Regions from separate parts of the Mus musculus genome. Here region 1 is linked to region 2. The links are chromatin contacts, called in public Hi-C maps. All regions are on one chromosome and are shown on one strand. Each heading gives the region's core, a stretch centred on a gene start, on an enhancer-like site or on the middle of the called end of the contact. The rest is flanking DNA. Distances are from core to core; before and after follow the strand shown. Region 1 has its middle 130 kb from the start of 4930435F18Rik. Region 2 has its middle 480 kb from the start of Isl1.

Region 1 (3,031 bases), core at 191-2,690, 890 kb before region 2:
CCTTTGGGAAAACTATTTGTCCAAAAGGAGTCAATGGCTTTCTGGCTTACAGTCCACTGCTTCTTCTAGCCCTTCTCTCAGTAGTAGCTTTGTGTTAAGGTCGTTGTTTTATTGATGTTGAAGTTCCTCACAACATAATTTACCCCCAAGGAAAGAAGCAGCAAAGCAGGAAATTATTCTCTGAAGTCTCCAGTTGTTTCAAGTCACAGCCTGATACTAAAGCGCAAAATTCAGTTTTCCATACATTAATATCATCTTTGCAACATCTCCAAGGAACCTAAAGAGAAATAGCAATCCTGAGGGTTTCTACAGGGAAATAATATCTATCAAATAAGATACATTAAAAAATTAAGTGTTAAATCGACGTCTTTTTAAAAATTGGGCTCTAGTCTGATAGTACTTTGGAAAAGTCAGAAAAATTTTAACTACGGGCTCTCCACTCTCCCTACCTTGAGGTACATATTTTGAGAGAAGATGACTTTCGATCTTATAGTCTGAATTGGAATACCGGAAGTTCTGACTGTGATCCTGGGCGCAGCCGCGGATGTATGTGCGTGTGCATGCTCAGCATAAAACAGTCATGCCCCCATGACTGTCAGCAATCCTATGAAGGAGCCAGCTCAGGGCTCTATGCCTTCTTAGTGGAGCAGCGTGCCTTTACGGTTTCTCTTCCCTTTGAAGACACTAGGAGGCGCGCCAGCACCAAGTTTGCTCCTTTACGCTCTGTACCAACAACGCTAAAAGGTTTTGTTTTGTTGCTTTTTTTTTTTTTTTTCCTTCATTTGAAAGTCTGCAAAGGGAAAAGACTGGGAAATGCACTTGGTCTGTTTATACATCCGAGGCCCGGAGGTGTTACTTTAGAGAACAATATCCTCTAGAATGGCTTTTCCCTCTCACCCCGCCTCAGCTCTCATTCTGTCTCAGGTGGACTTGGAAAAATACAATAAAATAAAAAAAACTTCACACAAGGAGAAAGTCCCGCCCCGAGGCCGGGTGGGATGGTTTACAGCCTGGACCTCCAGCAGTTCGGTGTTTAAATAAATCTTAGTGAGCAATGGAGACCGATCTTCACATTAATCTTGAGTAATTAGCGTTATAACCCTCGGCCCGTTCAAGACAAAGCTTTATGCAAATGTCCCCCCTTCCTTTCCAGATGCCTCTTCCCGGGGCCTGCCCCGGTCCCCTTATCCCCTAGCCCCCTGGGTTGCTAACGCCCCTGCAGATCCAGAGCCTCTTTTTTAATAACACGGTACGTTGAGGACCTTTAAAAAAAATGATGAGGGTTCTGGAGTTTTTAAAAGATTTAAAAAAAGGGAAGTAAGGGCAGCTGCAGAGGGGCGGGGGAGGGGGGTGCACAGCCGGGGCTGTTAGACAGGGTTAGCCTCCAGCGAACTGGCACCTGCCCTTGGCAGCCAGGCTTGTTCAGTCAAGGACAGAACCCACCGAGTAATGAGATTCGGAGGTTGGGAAGCGAGATTTTCTCCAAACATCAGACTGGAGGGCTGAGGGAGGGAGGGAGGATCTTCCAAGGGAGACCTTCCAGGAAGGTTAGATCTCCAGTTTGGCCCTTGGGACACCACTCTGACTTTCGGTCCTATACATAGAGAAGATTCTGAACTTGGGTCCTCAGCTGGGAGTCGCTGCTAAAAGGAGACATGGCCTAACAGGAGGCGGAGGAAGAGAATATGAGAAACCCCAACTCACAAGTTTTTATGCGCAAAGGTCGAGGAGGGCGGCGCTCACACAGAGCACAGACACGGAGCTAAGAGCGTTCAGGTCTCTGTCTGGTGCTGTACTATCTGCTGTGTTGTGTTGACTGGCTCTGAGGACTTAGATTTTCAGTTTATTCCAAGGACCCGCTCGCCGTTTTATGGCTGTACTTATTTTTTAAAAAATCTCTCTGGTCCGTAACGAAATGACTCAAACTCCCAAATCTTTGCAGACCTGAGAATGGAGCCTCCCAAGCTTCAGTGTGCATCCCTAATGCCGTAGTCCACCCAGCAACACACACACACACACACACACACACACACACACACACACACCCCACACCGCCCTCAGTGCTTCCTTTCTCACAAAGCAGAACCTAATGAGTGCTAAGGTATTAAGCAGAAGGGCTCAGAGAATGTGGCCTAGGGACTGTACCTGTCACTCCTCTTGAAAACTTCTACAGAAACAGTTTTCTGATTCAAAACGCGCCTCAAGCCTCCACACACATTATCATCCTTCTGTCTTTATACTTTTAGGTTATTCCTTCTCTCTCTCTCTCTCTCTCTCTCTCTCTCTCTCTCCCCCTCTCCAGCTGACCTCTCCATTCTCAAAAAGGTAAGCATAGCACTAAGGGGGAAAGCCACGGATGTGACTCTTTTTAACTCATAATAGCTGTGGTCTACACTGTGTTTATGAAACGGAGTAAGAAAGGGAGGGGGCTTAATGTAACGACACCGCCAGGCTGTATAAATACAATATTCATTTTTTAAAAGTGAAGTGGATTTGGTTTACTCTGAAGACCAGTAATTCAAACAGCACCTATCTGCTGCAGATAGAGCAGCTATGCACATCTACACGGGCAAGTTTGAAATTTAGAACAAGGCTTTGATTTATTCCCTTTCTATCAGTGATTAATGCCCCTTAATTAGCTAATCTCAAAGCTATTATTTACACCGATGGCAGACAAAGGAAAACCTGATGATCCAACGCTTATGTCAGCTTGGAAAGCTAAAACAAAACAAAACAAAAATGTTTTATTCAGAGTGGAGTCCAGAGTCTTACAAGTGAACCTTAAAATAACAAAGAATCCCAAAGGTAAAAATAAAATAAAATAAAATAATAAAGCCACTTTAAAAGATTTAGAAGAATACTCCTCGGTCGCTCCCCAATCTAAATCTTCTTCTTCCTTCCTCTTCCTTTTGCCTGGAGCAATGTGAGAGGAGATAATTAAAGAGGAAGACTATGTTTTGTCTTCTAAACATTAAAAATCTAGGAAATTTCTTCAGTTGCTATGGGGAACATTTACAGAGGAGTTTCTGAA
Region 2 (3,268 bases), core at 409-2,908:
AAGAGAGAGAGAGAGAAAGGAAGAAAGAAAGAAACTATATTCATTTATTAACCACATGCTAGGGCAGGCTCTATGCCAAGGGGTAGCAAGCCAACACAAAATGTCTTTCATGGTTGGTGTTTTTATATTATGTTTAGATAGACAAAGAGGCAGAGAGAAGCAGAGGGAGATAATGAAGTTTAATGAGCAATAGTGTGGGGAAATGTGGGGAGGAGTTGGAGGGAAGGAGAATAAATAATATCAAATATATTATCTGTAAGTCTCAAAGAGTAAATAAAAAGATTATTTTTCTCTAATCAAAATGTATTTTCTGTAATTTTTTTACATTTTTTGCAATGCATATTACATTATATTCATAGAAGAGCATCTAAATAAAAATAATAAATACTAATATTAGTACTGATATTCTTGGAACAATTTTTATTATTTAGGATTCAGTTTGGCTGAAACATAAAAGTCATGGTAATTATTTTTGTTTCTTAAAATAAAATAATACCTAGCACCACTTTTTATTGTTATTCCAATTTGAGCATGGCTTGGCTAATTTTAAAATATTTTATTCTGGAGTTCTCAAATAATATACAGAATTCCTCTAGAAAAAAATACATATTCTATTGTAAAAATTTACTTGTATTTTATGAAAACGAATTATCAATGTTAATTTTCTTAAGCAACAATAAAATATGATTCAAACTCTTTCACCAAAGATGGAAAATTATGTGACTTATTTATTCCAAAGATCCCCAACTGACTGTAGATTAATGTTACAATAAGCATAAATGTGATAAATGAATGTATTTAAATCCAGGACAGTGGTAGAGTTTTAATTATGAAGCAAAACAGCAATTAATGAAAATGCATTTCATATACTTGATGATGGTTTTAATTGGATTGCATTTGTTATGTGAAAAGTAAATTAAAATATAACTACACACAAGTTTCTTACAATGCAAATGCTCATCAGTAAGAAGTGTTTGATGACTAAAGAATGATGAACTAACTGAACATTCACAAACTATTCTTTTATGTATGATCCATAGAGTACAGAAAAGAAGTTTCAATACGTCATTATAAACAACCAATTTCTATGACTTGGCCTGGATACAGCTTTTCATCAAATTATTCAAGATGGACCTACAGATTAGGGTGCCCTAACGACAGAGTCAACGTTAATTAGTCTTCACTAACAGACAAGCAGTAAACTTCATGAGGTCAGCTGCACCCCCAAGAAAGTGGACATTAGGGAGAGATTTTTAAAGCAGTGTCTGTTTTTATAGGTAGTGCAGGGAAAGGCTAAGCCAATAAAATGTAATGGTTCCATCCTATATTTTAATAGCAACCTCCAAAGTACACAGCACTTCCCTGTGATTTGAAGGCAAAGCCCTGGACCAGGTTAAAAATGGCACGTGAGCACAGAAAATTACCGTCACTTCACTTTCATTCTGAGAACTGAACATAACAAGTGAATGGCAATCAAACGTATACCAATCATTGGTTTGGGAGGTCAATTCTTCGTATGCTGAGCCACGAGGAGACCCCAGAAGCCACCTTGAGACTCCTTCAGTTGATAAATCATGGGAGGTCTATGTTTGAGAGGGAGAGAGAACACCAACCTAAGATTCTAAGGATGCTATTAGGAAATGTTAGGCGTGAGCAGCTGTAGTCAATTATGGCTTCATTTTCTCTTCAGTCGTCTTTGGTTGCATGCCATAACTGCACAGGGCATTGAGGTTTATGGCTCTAAAATAGCCTTGTCATTTTGTGAAGCCTACCAGAGCAGAGAGGTTTGATAAATGGTTTTTTAAAATGTTACTTAGAAAGCAGCTTCAATCAGATTAGTCCTCGGCTGTTTGTTTTCAGAATCGTGATCATCCCTAAGCATCCCACAGCTAGGCTGGTGCCACCAATTTAGAGAGTAAGATAACAGATTCAACAAACTCTATTTCTTTCATTGTTTACAGGGTGTTTATGTTGCATTTTATAACAACTCAATTCAATAAGTGCTCCATTAATTTGCTCTTAGATGGAACCCTGTTATGGAGTTAGTGGAGTATAGATGTTAAAAATTCATCACAGAGAAGATACGGTCTCCGAATCTCAACAATCACAAAGTCTTCATTTTTGCTCACAACAGGAAACATTAATGGTTTGGTTTACTGGTGTGCTTTTAAAATCTATGTCATCACTTAAAATAGAAGAAAGAAAGGAAATGATTCTCAATTGATGTGTTCTAGCACCTAATCTTAACAGCTGTTACTGGACCAAAAAAAAAAAAAAAGGAAGAAAAATAGAAAAAGAAAGAAAAGAAAGGGAAGTCTATTTTGAAGCAAACAAGGCTTTGCAGACTCCATTACTTAATATACTATTAAGGATGCTTATGTAATATAATTTATTGAAAAGAAATCACATGAAGTACTGAAGGCAACAGCTTGGGGATAAAAAGGTCCAATTGTCAGCAGATCACAGGAGCAACAGGGCATTTCCCCACTGGTGCTCAGTGTAATTGCAACAGCGACAGGATTCAGACTCTCCTCCATGTGAAATTTGTCTTTCACCCAATCAACTCAAACAGGGAATGCAGTACAAAGCATATTATATTCCATCCACTTCCCAATAAAGTCCGTGGTGTCCAATCAGGCTTCTATTGTCAGCAGAGAATCTGAAATGGATACAATCATCAAATGGATCCAAAGTTGTCAATCATCCTCGATCTTTCCTTCCCTTTCTCTCTCCCTTCAGGATTTAAGAATTCCAATGGAGGGTCATATCGATTTGAGATTTTAGAGGGCAATTGTTGAGACGGAAGAGGTTTCCTAATTATTTTCAAATGAAAAATTACCAGATTGCTTCAGTATTTCTTCTACTGATAAGTAAGTATCTTTTGGATGAAAATCGTGGACTTTTACTGAAAACTACTTTTTTTTTAAAAAAATTTAACTGGCTATATTTTATGTGCCATTCTTTAAAGTACTAGGTAAAGCTTATGTTATACATTTGTGAGATTGGTAGGAATCTTTTGAACTTCCTGATCATTTCTATTATTTTATGTTTCTATGTACATAAAAGTAAAATTTATAATAGTTATATTCTTTCCATAATCACTTACTTACCTCCATATTATAAATACATGCTATTTCAAAGGAGGAGACTGGAGCTAGGTGACAGGGTCCTAGAAACATGCATTTTCCAATGATAATTCTAATCTGGGGCATTATGTTCAGCAGTAGAGGAGTAAGACCTTTATGTTAAGTACTCATTATTTTTGTTA

Evidence for each region. A called contact is a pair of places that touch in the nucleus more often than the background predicts.
Region 1: a Hi-C map of the N1E-115 cell line shows a contact between it and region 2, with 8 times the contacts expected there. The contact joins two enhancer-like sites. A contact is called at or near these places in 1 of 484 Hi-C or Micro-C datasets (the N1E-115 cell line) and 2 of 115 datasets of contacts at active chromatin or transcription factors (the NIH/3T3 cell line and embryonic forebrain).

What each region holds. Positions count from the first base shown.
Region 1 is chr13:116,710,075-116,713,105 of GRCm38.p6, reverse strand. No RefSeq gene overlaps it. Among named protein-coding and RNA genes, the nearest start is that of 4930435F18Rik, 130 kb to the left of the region's middle. Within about 2 kb of position 1,440, at least 51 of the 459 cell types and tissues checked have an H3K27ac peak or open chromatin away from gene starts, as enhancers often do. A contact at or near this core is called in the N1E-115 cell line, where this site is marked.
Region 2 is chr13:115,823,836-115,827,103 of GRCm38.p6, reverse strand. No RefSeq gene overlaps it. Among named protein-coding and RNA genes, the nearest start is that of Isl1, 480 kb to the left of the region's middle. Within about 2 kb of position 1,658, at least 2 of the 459 cell types and tissues checked have an H3K27ac peak or open chromatin away from gene starts, as enhancers often do. A contact at or near this core is called in the N1E-115 cell line, where this site is marked.